Regions from separate parts of the Mus musculus genome. Here regions 1 and 2 are each linked to region 3. Evidence: chromatin contacts called from public Micro-C and promoter capture Hi-C data. All regions are on one chromosome and are shown on one strand. The core of a region is the stretch at or near the end of the contact, and the rest is flanking DNA. Distances in the headings are between cores, read along the strand shown.

Region 1 (4,339 bases), core at 367-2,866, 1.0 Mb before region 3:
AAACAAACAAACAAACAAACACCAAACCTTCACTCCAGGAAGTGATGCAGTTATGAGAGTAGAGCCCTCCCAGCTGGATTCAGTGCCCTTACATAAGAGTCTTTTGAGAGCTACTAGATCCTTCTACAATGTTGATCAGGAAATAGGTGCTCAGCAGATGGGATCTGCTGATGCCTTGATCTTAGACTTCCTAGCTTCCAAGAGCAGAGCGAAGGGGTTTCTGTTTAGTCTGTAGTATTGTATCACAGTAGTCTAAATGGACTAAGACAAATCTGGTCCATGTAATAACACATGCCAGTATTTCCTTCCTCATTAAGGGTGAATGATATTCCATTGTATGTGTAAGCCACGTGTTCTTAGCCAATCAGCTGCCCATGGGCGCTTGGATTACTTCCACATTTTGGCTGTTGTAAATAATGTTATTATTTTATTGTACATTGTGTGTGTGTGCGCGCACGCACATATCTGTATATACAGATGTCAGAGGACAAGTTTCAGGAGTTGTTTCCTTCCACGGTGTGGGTTACAGGAATCCAATCCAGGATATCCGACTTGATGACAAAGCCCTTTACCTGCTGAGCCATTTTGACAGCTCATTAAATACAAGTGTCCAAGAGTTTGTTTGGGGTCTTGCTTTAAGCTTCTTTGGATATAGATCTAGACATGTGCCTTATTTATTATTCTGTTGCTGAGAAGAGACCCCATGACCAAGGTAACTCTTATGAAAAAGAAAAGTACTTAACTGGAGGCTTGCTTACAGTATCAGAGGCTTAGTCCATTTATCATAATTGCAGGGAGTATGGTAGCAGGCAGGCCTGGTGTTGGAGAAATAGTTAAGAGTTACATCCTGACCCACCTGACCCGTAAGGGTGGGCGAAGACTGGGTCTGACATGGGCGTTTTGAAACCTCAAAGCCCACCTCCAGTGTCACACTTTCTCCAACAAGGCTATACCTCCTAATCCTTGTAATATTTTCAAATAGTGCTGAATCATGGCAAACCATTTTGTTTCCCACAGTGGCAGTACCATTTTGAATTCCCATCAATAACGCACAGAAATTTGAGTTTCTCCCCACCCTTGGCAACGTTTATTCCTAGGGCTTTTGTCCTTGCTGTCCCCAAGATGCAGAGCTTGGCATTTTGAAGCTGTGTTGAGAGAAAGGCCCTAAGATACAACAAACCCTCCCAGAACTTAAAGTCACGAGATGAGAGTCCCAACGAGAGGGGGCAGGGATCTATAATCAGGAGAGAAAATATAATACCCCCAACTCCTGCCGGAGCTTTCTGGGCAACGTTAATGGATAAGGGATCTGAAAGGTGATTGCCATCTGATCAAATTGGAGCACACCTATGGGTCTCCTAATGTGGCTCAGGTCAAATTCCTTTAATTTTGCGGGCTTGCCAACAGTCGCTGCATCCTGCCATGTGAAGTGAAGGGATGGTGACAGAGTCTGTCCTGCCGCTCATCAAGGCCTGGGAACTTGGATGCTGGATTTCCTTAACGAATTCAAAGCAGCACTCCCTCCTTCCCCCCAACCCCCCTCCCTTGCAACTCTAAAAATAGCTGTTCCCGGGCTCTGGGGAGAGGCTCCGCCTCTGCTGTGGGTGGATGGGCTGGGGGTAGGGGTTGGGGTGGGAAGCACCGCAGACCCCAGGCCTGAGCTACTGGCGGGGAGAGACGCGTAGGGTCCGCGCGGCTGGCAGCATCCTCGGGCTGCACTGTAGGAGATGGAGTGAGTCTGGACTTGCGGATGGGGTGAGTCGGGACGTGGGAACCTCTAAGACCTCCAGTCGCCGGCCCTTGTTCCGGGTGACCCCCAGACTGCCACAGGCCTCCCAGGAAAACTATGTCTGGAATCCAGCGGGGAGCCGCCGGAGGGAGCGCGGTTCCAGGCGGAGCTACTTGGCCGCTGCGCGCGCAGGTTAAACATTAGTGGCTGCGGTAGCCAAGCGAGGAAAGGAGCTGCGTGGTCGAGGGTGCTTCACGACGTCCCGCTCCCTGTGCCTCCATCCCTTTATCCCAGCGGCTTCGGATTGTGCAGGACTGAGGTACCCTGCGGGGGGGAAGAGCTCGCATGCCAGGAGACACGGAGGCGCGGAATGGGGGATGTCTGACACCCAACCCTCGGCGTTTTCAGGAGTGTGGTCTTGGGAAATGCAGTTTTTGAAAACAGTAAAGCGATCTAAGGGACTGCAGATCCGAGTTCTGTGGGAAGTGGGGTTCGGTTACTAACGAGATGATTTTTAAATAAAGATTGGCGTGTCTAGGTTCCTCCGCTTCCGGTCCCGGGCTGAAGTTTAACGGGAGCACAGACTTAGGGGTGGATGAGAGTAGAAGTCCACAGGGCAAGTGTGTACCAGGCAGGATCAGAGGACAGGGCCTGGTAGAATTGCCTTCACAACGGTCCTGAAGGGCCCAGGGCCGGTGCTGTCCTGGCCATGTCTCCAGGAATTGGTTTCTAACAGGATTAGGCCTAGGGAGTGTGAGATGTTCCAACCCTGCTCTCCCATCTGTCTGTAAGTGTTCAGCAAGATGGTCACTTCCTTCCCCAAGGTGTGGTCTGGCAGGGGAAAACTACCCTGCTCAGAGAAGGTTGTCTGTCTGTCTGCTTGCTCCCTCCTGTGGAAATGGTTTTAGATCATTAAAGTACAGAACCTTCCTAATGCTGCAGGCCTTTAATACAGTTCCTCATGTTATAGTGATTCCCCCAGCCATAAAGTTATTTCATTCTGCTTCATAACTGTAATGTCGTTACGGTTATGAATTGTTAATGTAAATATCGGACATGAAAAATACCTGAGATTCCTCGGGGGTCGCGACCCACAGGTTGAGAACCACTGTTTTAGCTGCATGCCTTAAATTGAGAACAGAAATCTTGTGCATTTGGGAGCTGAACTTCTTTTGTTTGTGCCACTCAGAACACTTCAGAGGAGAAGGGGAGCCCTTGGTAGGCAGTTCTGAATGTCCTGTGCTCACTTTGCAGAAGAGGAAGCTGTGGGCTAGCCAACCACTTGCCCCAACACTGGCCAGTCACTTGCTTGGTGATTGTAGTGACGGGGTCTGGTCCAGAATAAAGATGGAGAGGCTCTGTTAGGAAGCAACAGCGCTTTAATAGACAAGAAACCCCAGGACAGTCTGTTAGTTTTCTTTCCGATGTGGAGCAGGTTTTGTTTGTTTTTGACACTTCTGTGCCTGGGGATAATAGGTCCTGCTAGGCCTTATTCTCTAAGATATTCCCATGAGCCACCAGTCAAAGCCCACCTCCATTTTTGTTTTAAAGGAAAAAAATTTTTGTGACACTAATTCATAGTAAGCTTTTATAATTTTTTAAAAAGAATTCTTTGAGAATTTCTCACATGTATTGTGATTATACCCCAGCCCTCACTCTCCCCCCAACTTTGAGACCTCCTCCCCCTAGTCCAATTTTCTTGTCCCACTACTTGTGTTTATTGGTTTGTTTGTTTTTTGATGTAGACCTGGCTGGCCTGGAACTCACAGAGATCCACCTGCCTTTGCCTCTCCAGTGCTGGGATTAAAGGCAATCGTCACCACTGCCCGACTGTCCTACCACTCTGTGTGTAGGGTCTGCCCTGGAATATGGTTGTCCTATCAAGGGTCCCTTAAGTCCTTGGAGCTGGTGATGTAGCTCAGTGGTAGGGCTCTTACTTAGTGAGACCCTGCATTATGTCCCCCCCAGCATATCCACACCAACAAGCAGTTAAGAGGAAGCTGTTTTAAAGTTGCTAGGCAGAGTGGGCCTCTGGTGTGAATCTCTCTCTAGCTGCTTGGAAGTTCTAGAGCGGATGCAGCCCCTAGACTAGACAGTTAAGAGTGGAAATGGATCCTCGTTTTTAATTTTTAAAAACATTTACTTAATAAAACAAGAGACCCTGAGAGCGAGAGCAGGGTCTGTAAAAGAAGTCTTCTGGAAAATCCCAGATCCCTCTCATTTCCATTAGGGGCTCCAGGGCTCCCTTGCCTCTGCTCTGTGGAGAGCATGTTTGCAAACTGTGGGAAGGTTTCCTTGGCAGCCCTGACAATTAGCTCTAATGACGAGCCTGGAGTTCCCCAGGGCAGGCACTGTGGAGGTAGCTTGGAAGCTAGGGCAAGTTTGTCAATGATTGCCCACAGCCCCTTAGAAGCCTGGCACCTTCCAAACTTTCCTCTTAGTTTCATTTTTGAGGAAGAAAAAGAGACAGTAAAATATGGAGATGCAACTTAAATGAGAGGAGAAAAAAAACAAAAAACAAACAAACAAAGCCAAACCCCAGATGTTTGGACAATATTATCTTTGGCAGAATTCAGGTGAGCAGAAGAGCCTCGAAGCTTCTGGGATTTG
Region 2 (4,276 bases), core at 1,353-3,852, 1.1 Mb before region 3:
GGGTCTCATCAGCCAGGCGTGGTGGCGCACGCCTTTGATCCCAGCACTCGGGAGGCAGAGGCAGGCGGATTTCTGAGTTCGAGGCCAGCCTGGTCTACAAAGTGAGTTCCAGGACAGCCAGGGCTACACAGAGAAACCCTGTCTCAAAAAAAAAAAAAAAAGGAAACAGGGTCTCTCACTGAACCTGAAGCTCCCTGTTCTGACTAGACAAACTGGCCGGAAACCCTCCATGATCTACCTCCCAATGACATGCACTGCCACACACAGCTTTTTATGTAGGTAATGGGATCCTAACTCAAGACCTGCTGTGAAGCAAGAGATCTACCTACTGAGCCATCTCCTCAACTTCCAATAACTTCTAACTAATAACTGATATAAATATATATAAATAAATAAATATAAATATAAATATAAATATATATAAGCTTTGGTTAGCTGGTTGAAAGTTAGAACCTTTCCTTTAAACTGGGAAAATCACCAAGTTCAGACATTTTAAATCATGTGTCTAAAGCTCTGCCTATTCCAAGGCCCTAAGGTGGAAGAATTAGAAAACAAGACTTTAGAGTTAGTTTCTGCTTCCAAATGCTAAAGAAAAGTCTAACTCAAAATGGAAAATATTCTTCAACAAGTTTTCGAGTGAAATAAACAGAACATAATCATTTATTGGGAGTGTGAGACAAATGAAGTTTTCAACTATATCCACTATACAAGCTGACAATATACAAAAGGCAAAGAAACCACACGTGAGGCCAGAGCAATATTTTGGAACAGCATTTTTCAAGCGTGCTCAAAGGTCTGGGATTGATCACCTATGTGTGTGTATGTGCACTCGCACACGTCTTTTCAGGTGAACTATAGGATAAGTGCAACCTAAATGGCACAATCAGAAAGAAACTGAGCAGTTACGATACATTCTTTTCTCCTTTTAATGCAAAGAGAGAAGTCATCGGTTTATTCTCCCACTAAACATTCATGGACAATATAAAGTGAAATAATGAGCTAATGTGATCAGTAATTGGACAGAAAGTACTTCTCCAGTTGCAGTTTAAGTAAACAGTTTAGTAAGACGGATCTGGGGCTAGATTTGTTGACCGTCTTCCAAAATTGCATTTTGCACTGTAGAGTGACTTCTGTCTTTTTGGGTAGCCAGCATGGCTCTAACCAGCCCTGACTGGAGTGATGTACCTAGTGCCTTTGAACACAAAAGTGTGTTTGTGTGAGAGTCAGGGAAGAGGAAAGAAACCGGTTGGAGTTGCAAGACTATAGGGAATCTGACAAGCCATCTATAATCCAACTGCCATCTCGGTAAGTCTCCACAGGTCTAAAAGATGATTCTTTGCCCGCCTATTTCTTTACTTCCAACAACAACTGAATCATTGGTAGGCTCTATTTGGAGTCCAACTGCTAAAATCTGTGGTCAAACCTCCCAGAGTTATCTCCCAACAACACTCATTCTTGTTCATTTCATTCCTGGTCCTGTTTTTTGTTTTTGTTTGTTTGTTTAAAGGACATTATAGCGGAAGGCGAAAGTCGCCTTCTTTGCTTTTTGTTGTTTCTTTTTAATTTAAGAAAAAAAAAACCCTGATATTTCTTCTAGGTATATCAATACGTTCCCTTCTTTCAAATACTGGGGGAACCTATTCTTTTTCATTCCGACTTTTTGGTCCCTCCTAAAATGTTTTGCTCTCCCTAAAGAAAAATCAAACACCGGACATTAGAAACATAGTTTCTCTAGTCTCGGAGCCCGGACCTCAACAGCAGAGCACAGCAAAGCGGTTTAAATAACCATACACAATAGCGCGAGTTGCAGCTGATGTGAAAACCTCCATTGCCAAGAAGCAAGCGGTGTTGGCAGGTGCCCTGGTGGTAGGGACTTGACAGAAGACGCACAGCCCTGGTCTGGCAGCTCTGTGCTGTGGCAGCTTAAGAGTTCGCACCTCTTCTAGCCACAGCCCTGGAGAGCGAAGTGGACTCTAGGTTCCAGGCCTGTCCTGAACCCTCGCAGGCAGCGAGCTCCGTCCCGAGAAGCAACAGCGCAGGGAGGAAGACGGGAGAAGGCTCGGCCAAACCCAAGCCGCGCCCATGGGCCGGCTGCCTGGAGCCCGACCTCCCCGCCGGCCGAACGGCCGCCGTCCTGGGAACCCGCACCGGTGGGAGCTCTCGAGTAGGAGACGCCTCCGACTCGGCCCGGGTCGCGTGCATCCCAGCTGAGGCCACCGCAGTGGGTGGTGCTCGGGAGGCTCAGGGCGCCGGGGTAATGCTGTGGGCAGGACCGGGGTTGCCCCGCGCCGGGCGGGTCACTCACCGAGAGGACGCTCATGCGGATTGGGGTCTCCAACAGGCACGCCATCTTGAGCCTTCCCACCCGGCTGCTGCCGGCGCCGGCGCGCGGCCGGCACTTTCGACAGCCACCTATGTGACCTGCAGCCGGAGCCTCTGTAGAAAGCCCAGGCAAGCTGCCCAGAACAGACCGCGCCCCAGGCGTCGCTCGAGCACCGAAGGGGCTGGGCAGAAGGGCGAGGGATTGGGAAACCGCGCCGGACCCCGGCTTACGAATCGTCCTCTCAGAAACAGCAGCTACTCTCGGCTGGGGTCAGAGGTGGGCGCGGGCAGCGGCCTCCGCATGCGCAGAAGCCTGCCTGCCCCACCTTCCGCGGGTGGGGGGCGGAGCCTCACCCTGGCTCGACGAGCTGTCCGCACTCTTAAATTTCAGTTTACAGGTTTTCTTTCCTAACCGCTAGTAGGTGGAGTTACTATCTACGGAGTCTGAAGTTCACTTTCACATTCATTATCTCACTCTACACCATTCCCTAGTTTCAGTATTCTCTCCCTCTTAAAGCTGGAGAAACTGGTCTCAAAACTAGGTCTTCTGCCTGCAATGAAAATCGCCTCACGCTTCAACAGTTAACTATGACCTGCTTTATTTAGCGTTGCGTGCCCGACCCACTTACTCTGGTATATTGGTAAGAACGGGTTCTCCACAGCCAGGACGCCTGGATTTAATCCTAGCTGCTTTTCGTTAGTGCCAATATTTTGGAAAGGTTCTTAGCCTCTTTATATTTATTTCACTTCTCCCGACTGTAAAATAAGGACTAATGAGAATAAATGGCCCAATAAACAACAACAACAACAACAAAAATGCCTGGAATGTGGAAAGCCTTACGTTGTCTGTGTGTTAGAATTATTTCCAGCCTTTAGGTCAAATGGGGGATGGAGAATTAAACTATGTGAATGTTTCCTACTAAAATATTCTGAAAGTAAAGCCATCCCTAATTCAGGTTGTTACCTCAACTCCACTCACCTCCCAGTGCTCTTTAAGTAAAAGCATATCTCTCCCATTGTTTCTCATTTCCTCCTGTACTTTAATGTCTACATTTATTGTATCACTTATCACCCTTGCTTATAAGTCTCTTACAAAGTGTTGCACTTCTGAAAGCCTGGAAGTTTAAGAGAACCCTGGTGCTGTAGCGGTATATCCTAAGCTCTGTAACTACAGTCTTTCCCACTCTTTACACAGGAATTATTACTCATTCAGTAATTTTATTTAAAGCCAGATTGAGCCCATTTAAGATTGTTAGCCTTGTCCTAAATCAAGTCTGTGAAATCAAATGTGTTGTATTCTTTTTTATTCTAGTACATATTACCATTCATAAATACATTTAAATGTTCATCTGTCCACCCATGTAACACCTAAAATCACGTCCTAGTATGCCTGCTACAACCAGGCAAATTGTAATTGTATATAGCACACAAAAGCATTGACAATTGTACAATAGTCTCTATATGTGTGAGCTATACCTCACCCAGAAACTCGGGCAATACATCTTCTAGGAAACCCCTCCCTCGAGGAAGAACTAGGTGACTCTCCCAACTCCATATATTTTCTTTAAAATGATTTTTCATTTATTTATTTATTGTGTGTGTGTGTGTGTGTGTGTGTGTATGTGGATTCACACATGTCCTGGCCAGAGGACAGCTTAGGAAGCAGGTTCTCTCGTTTCATCTTAGAGGTCCAAGGATCAGAGTCAAATCATCAGATTTAGTGGCAAGAGGTTTTACATTTTGAAACATCTCCCCAGCCTGCATCATGATTCCTTAATTTCAGGCATCAGTATGTTCCTGTAACATAATATCTCTAACAATATATTGCTTTATATATGTGTGTTTGTGTATGTGTGTGTGTTGATTATAGAGGTTTGGGAAAAGTAACTTTATACTAGTCATTTCAGGGAGACTACAAAAATTTTATCATCTTGGTTTTTTTTTTATCTTAATG
Region 3 (4,107 bases), core at 432-2,931:
ATGTAGGTACAGATTCAAAGGCAGCTTAAAATGTTTTCAAGGGTGGGTGGGGCCTGGTGAAGGACATGACTGCCCCTGGTCCCCTCATTCTCCTTGGATAAGTCTCATTGTCTCTCTCCAAATCCTTCTGCCTTAGCCTCCCAAGGCTGTGGCTAGAGCACCCACAGTGATTCTCTTCAGACATGTGCCTGGGTAAGGAACATTGTGATAGTACAGCAAGTTGAGGGAGTTAACAGCCTTGATTGTTTTTAAAGATAAATGGAAACTAAAAAAAAAAAACAAAACAAAAAACAAAACAAAACAGAAAGCACCTAGAAGATAAAATACTGAAGCTATTCTAGAAAAAAAAAAGGCAATGGCATTCAGGCAGGGCTGGACTGGGGAGAGAAGGGAATGGGGGATGGTTAAACTAGGTGAGATTTTTTTGAGATCACGACTACAAACATGTTGATAGAATATCAGCTCTTTATCAGAGTCCCACACATTCGATAGATTAAATTACATATGACTATGGCTTGGAGCCCGCACCGTCTTTTAACAAGGCAAGCTAAAAACAGGCTCTGCAGAGAACACAATAGGAAGTCAATCAGAGGCTAGTAAACGAGATACTTTGCTGAAAGGACTGTCACGAATTCATACCAAAGTTCCTCCAGTGATGTGGAACGCACTTTGCAACCTTTGGGATACATTCCAGAGACAATTGAGGTACTAGCTAGCTAGCCAGCCCTCAAGACTATAAACAAGTTTAACGTTTCTAAGGAGATATTGAAAATGCAGCTGCCTCTGCCAATAAAAAAAAATTGAGTCAGCAATGAGGCTGATGACCTACAAGACCAAGAATTCACTTTTGTAGTGCGGAGTTAATAAGCAGGCGGAAGGTTAGGAGAGCCTTGGTCAAGGACAGCTTAGGTAGAGAGCAGCAGGGAAGGAAGGGGTCAAGATCTACGCCTGGCTATTTCCCTTTCGGCTAGGCTCCATTATTCGCACGTCCATTTGAGAACCACAGAAAGCAGTCCTAGGCTGTGGGAGAATCTGATTGCTCGCAGAGTCTATCTTCACCGTGTAGCTTCTCCTTTCTCACTAACTAGCCAATGCTGCCGCCTTATGCAAAGCTTGCACCTCGGCGAGAACCTGCTTTACAGAGGCAGGACGACGCCAATCGGCCTGGAGCGGTCACTGTTTCCTTTTAGCTCCGCGGCAGGCAGGGGGTTCGTCCCAGTGCTCGAAACCTTTTCAACCTCGTTCTGAAAAAGCGCCTCATCAATAATAATAAACCGCGCGTTCAATTCTAGCTTGGAGACTCCCGCTAACCGGGGAGGGAGCAGGGCTCGGGGGCGCGTTGGCACGGCTCACCCCGATAACGGGCGGGTGTGGGCGGCTGGCAGCCTCAGGGCGGGAGCGGAGCGCGGCCCCCGCCGGGGAGGGGCCTCGGCGGAAGAGCCGGGGGCGGACTTCTTCCAGGCTCTTGGAGAAGCTCTAAAAATGGCGGGCGGCAACCCAGCGAGCGGGTCGCGCAGGCGCCGCGGAGTCCGTCCTTCCGCTCGCCTGGGGCGGCCCAGGAGCTGTCCACAGCGCCCTCGTCCAGACGTCTCCGCGGCTCGCCATTGGCCGAGCGGAGCAGGAGCCTCGCAGAGGGGGGCGGTGCAGCCACGCAAAAGGCCACGTTTCCCGCGCCGCTGCTGCGCGTGCGCGCCCCCCGGAGGCGAGCGATGGCGCGCGGCCCCGTCCGAGGGCCCCTGCTCGCGCCTCAGCTCCCTCCCCTTTCCGGGCAGGCCCGTCCTGTCAGCGGAGCAGTGAGCAGCGCGGCCAGCAGAGGGCGGTCGGGACCCGAGTCTGCAGCGGCGCCATTGGCGTGTGGAAAATGCCACCAGATGGCGGGTTAGGATTGCAGCTCCGTTGAAGGCGCGGCCCCCGCTCCCGAACCCCCGGCGACCACCCCGTAACCACCCCCCCACCTCGGGAATAACACACCGGAGACTTTTGGGGGGAAACTAGGTCGACGGCCGACAGCGCCCGGATGGGCAGCTGAGGTGAGCGCGGGCGGCGGCGGCGGCGGCGGGGGGCGGGAAAGGGGGAAATGCGGCGGCGGCGGCGGCAGCGGCGCGGGGGCTGGAAGCGCCGATCCAAGATGGAGGCCGGGCGAGAGCTTGGGAGCGCGAGCGGCGAGCGGCGGGCGGGCGGGCGGGCCGGCGCGGGCCCCGCGCGGGGGAGGGAGGCCGCGCGGGCCTGTGCGCGGCGCGGCGCGGCGGCTGCAGGCGGGCGGCCGAGCGTCCGGGACCCGCTGTGGGCGCGGCGGGCGCTCCGCTTCCCTCCACCCCTCCCCGCGGGCCGCGAAAACGGTGCCCCCGCCCGCCCGGGCTCCGCGGCGGTAGCGCGGAAGCCTTTGTGGCGCGCTCGGGCCCGCCGCCAAGCCCGCCCTCCGCCCCCCCGCCCGGGCTCTCGGGACTCGCCCGCGCCCGGGCCAGCCTAGGCGGGCTGGCGCGAACGCCTTCCGCCGCCCTGCGTTTCTGCGGTGCTTTGGCGGCGGCGGCGTCACATGACAAGGAGCTCGCTTCTGTCGAGGGTCCTGGGGGTCGCTCAGCCCAGACTGCTGTCCCAGGCCCCTGCTTTGCTGGGGTGGGGTAGGGCTGAGGACCTGGGCCGACGGGACGTCGCAGTCCTGGCTTTCCCGCTATCCGCCGTCCGAGCTCCGGGTGAAACGTGTCCAGGCCGGAGCACTGCCCCGCTAGTTTCCCAATCCCCCGGGAGATGAGGCCAATAAAAGTTGTTTTTCCTCTTCCCTGAAGGTGGGGGGCGGGATGAAGAGCTGGGAAACCCGAGTGCTGGGAGCTGGACTTGGAGGGGTCCGAACCGAGTGCTGTTTGTGTGTAGTAGGGACCACAACATTTTCTGGTTTTCGGATTGTCACGTCACCCGCTTCTGTCTACGTTAGGATTGTTACTGATTCTTTCCACATTGCAGACAGTCGTGTCCTGGGAGTGTTAAGCTCTGGGGTGGTTTTGGAGCCCTATAGACCCCAAATAGTGCAGTTTGTGGTAGCGAGTTATTTGCTGTTGAAGTTGGTGTTAACATGAGGGGCATGTTTATTCTCTTCTGGTTGTGCTTAGAGACAGCTATATTTTACATCTAGCAAAAGTAGTGTTTGTGAAAGTACCAAAATCCGCATAAAGTTGTACGATGTGTAACTTAATGGAATTTGTAACTTTACCTTTAGGTTTCCCAGTGGGTTTTTTTTTTTTTTCATATATAGATAGCAAATTCTGATGGTGAAGCTCTTATGGAAATGTACAGAACAGTGGGAGTTCTTGTATGATGGGTGATGGTCTTATAATGTATATAAATCGAGGCTAACAATTAGAAATACTGAAAGAACAAGGAATGATATTTCATTGTTTTTAATTATGGGGAATGTAACACTTTTTTTTTTTACCCGAATAAACTTCTAAGAGAAACCCCACAGGTGTTTTTTTTTTTTTTTTCTTTGCATTTTATAACTGTGCTTTGGAGTTCTGCATATTGTTCTATGCTTGTAATTCTGTTTACTGAGAAGGCAGAGGCAAGGGGAATCATACGTTGAAATTAGCATGGACGTTTTATGAGATACTGCCTTTAAAACAAAACAAATAGAGGTCTAGTATTGTCGTTTCTGAAGAGATTAATACAATCACTGTGTGCTTGTCCCCTCCACAACCAACATGATCTCGTTGTGTAGCCCAGGCTGGCCTTGAAATCACTATGTACACAGTCTAAGGTGGCAGTTCTTTTCTTCAGCTTATGGAGATCTGAGATTATAGGTGGGTGCCAGGCCAGCCAATTACTGAATGGCTCTTTTGTGTTTTGTTTTGTTTTTTTCTTCAGAAAGGATCTTGGTATGTAGTTCAAGATGGCCTTGAATTTATAGCGATTCTTCTGTTTCATACTTTCAAATGCTGGGATTACTGCCACTCTTGGCTTTGAAAGGTTCTTTTAAAAACTCAAGCTGTGTTGCAGGGACGAGTGAGAACCTTGAACTGAACTTTGAGACATCTCCTAGGTTTGAGGTCTTGGTTTTACTTTTTAACTATTTAAATCTTACCTTCCTCATTTCTAAAGTTGAGGTAAGCCAAT

Evidence for each region. Promoter capture Hi-C pulls out the DNA fragments that hold promoters and counts their contacts. Hi-C and Micro-C count contacts between places; a contact is called where the count stands out from the background.
Region 1: a contact with region 3 is called in a Micro-C map of embryonic stem cells, with 4 times the contacts expected there. The contact joins the promoter of Dzip1l here to the promoter of Stag1 in region 3. A contact is called at or near these places in 1 of 39 promoter capture datasets (embryonic stem cells), 1 of 484 Hi-C or Micro-C datasets (embryonic stem cells) and 1 of 115 datasets of contacts at active chromatin or transcription factors (forebrain).
Region 2: a contact with region 3 is called in a promoter capture Hi-C map of pre-B cells, with 2.5 times the contacts expected there. The contact joins the promoter of Armc8 here to the promoter of Stag1 in region 3. A contact is called at or near these places in 2 of 39 promoter capture datasets (hippocampal neurons and pre-B cells), 5 of 484 Hi-C or Micro-C datasets (B cells, the Ba/F3 cell line, CD4 T cells and 1 more), 3 of 115 datasets of contacts at active chromatin or transcription factors (astrocytes, cardiomyocytes and pancreatic cancer cells) and 1 of 9 other capture datasets (adipose tissue).

Annotation. Positions count from the first base shown.
Region 1 is chr9:99,627,915-99,632,253 of GRCm38.p6, forward strand. Dzip1l (DAZ interacting protein 1-like) reads left to right here and starts at 1,617. Exons shown (of 16, transcript NM_028258.4): 1 at 1,617-1,755.
Region 2 is chr9:99,566,297-99,570,572 of GRCm38.p6, forward strand. Armc8 (armadillo repeat containing 8) reads right to left here and starts at 2,603. Exons shown (of 22, transcript NM_028768.3): 1 at 2,306-2,603. The coding sequence starts at 2,350.
Region 3 is chr9:100,641,767-100,645,873 of GRCm38.p6, forward strand. It overlaps Stag1 (stromal antigen 1), which reads left to right and starts at 1,682. Exons shown (of 34, transcript NM_009282.4): 1 at 1,682-2,030.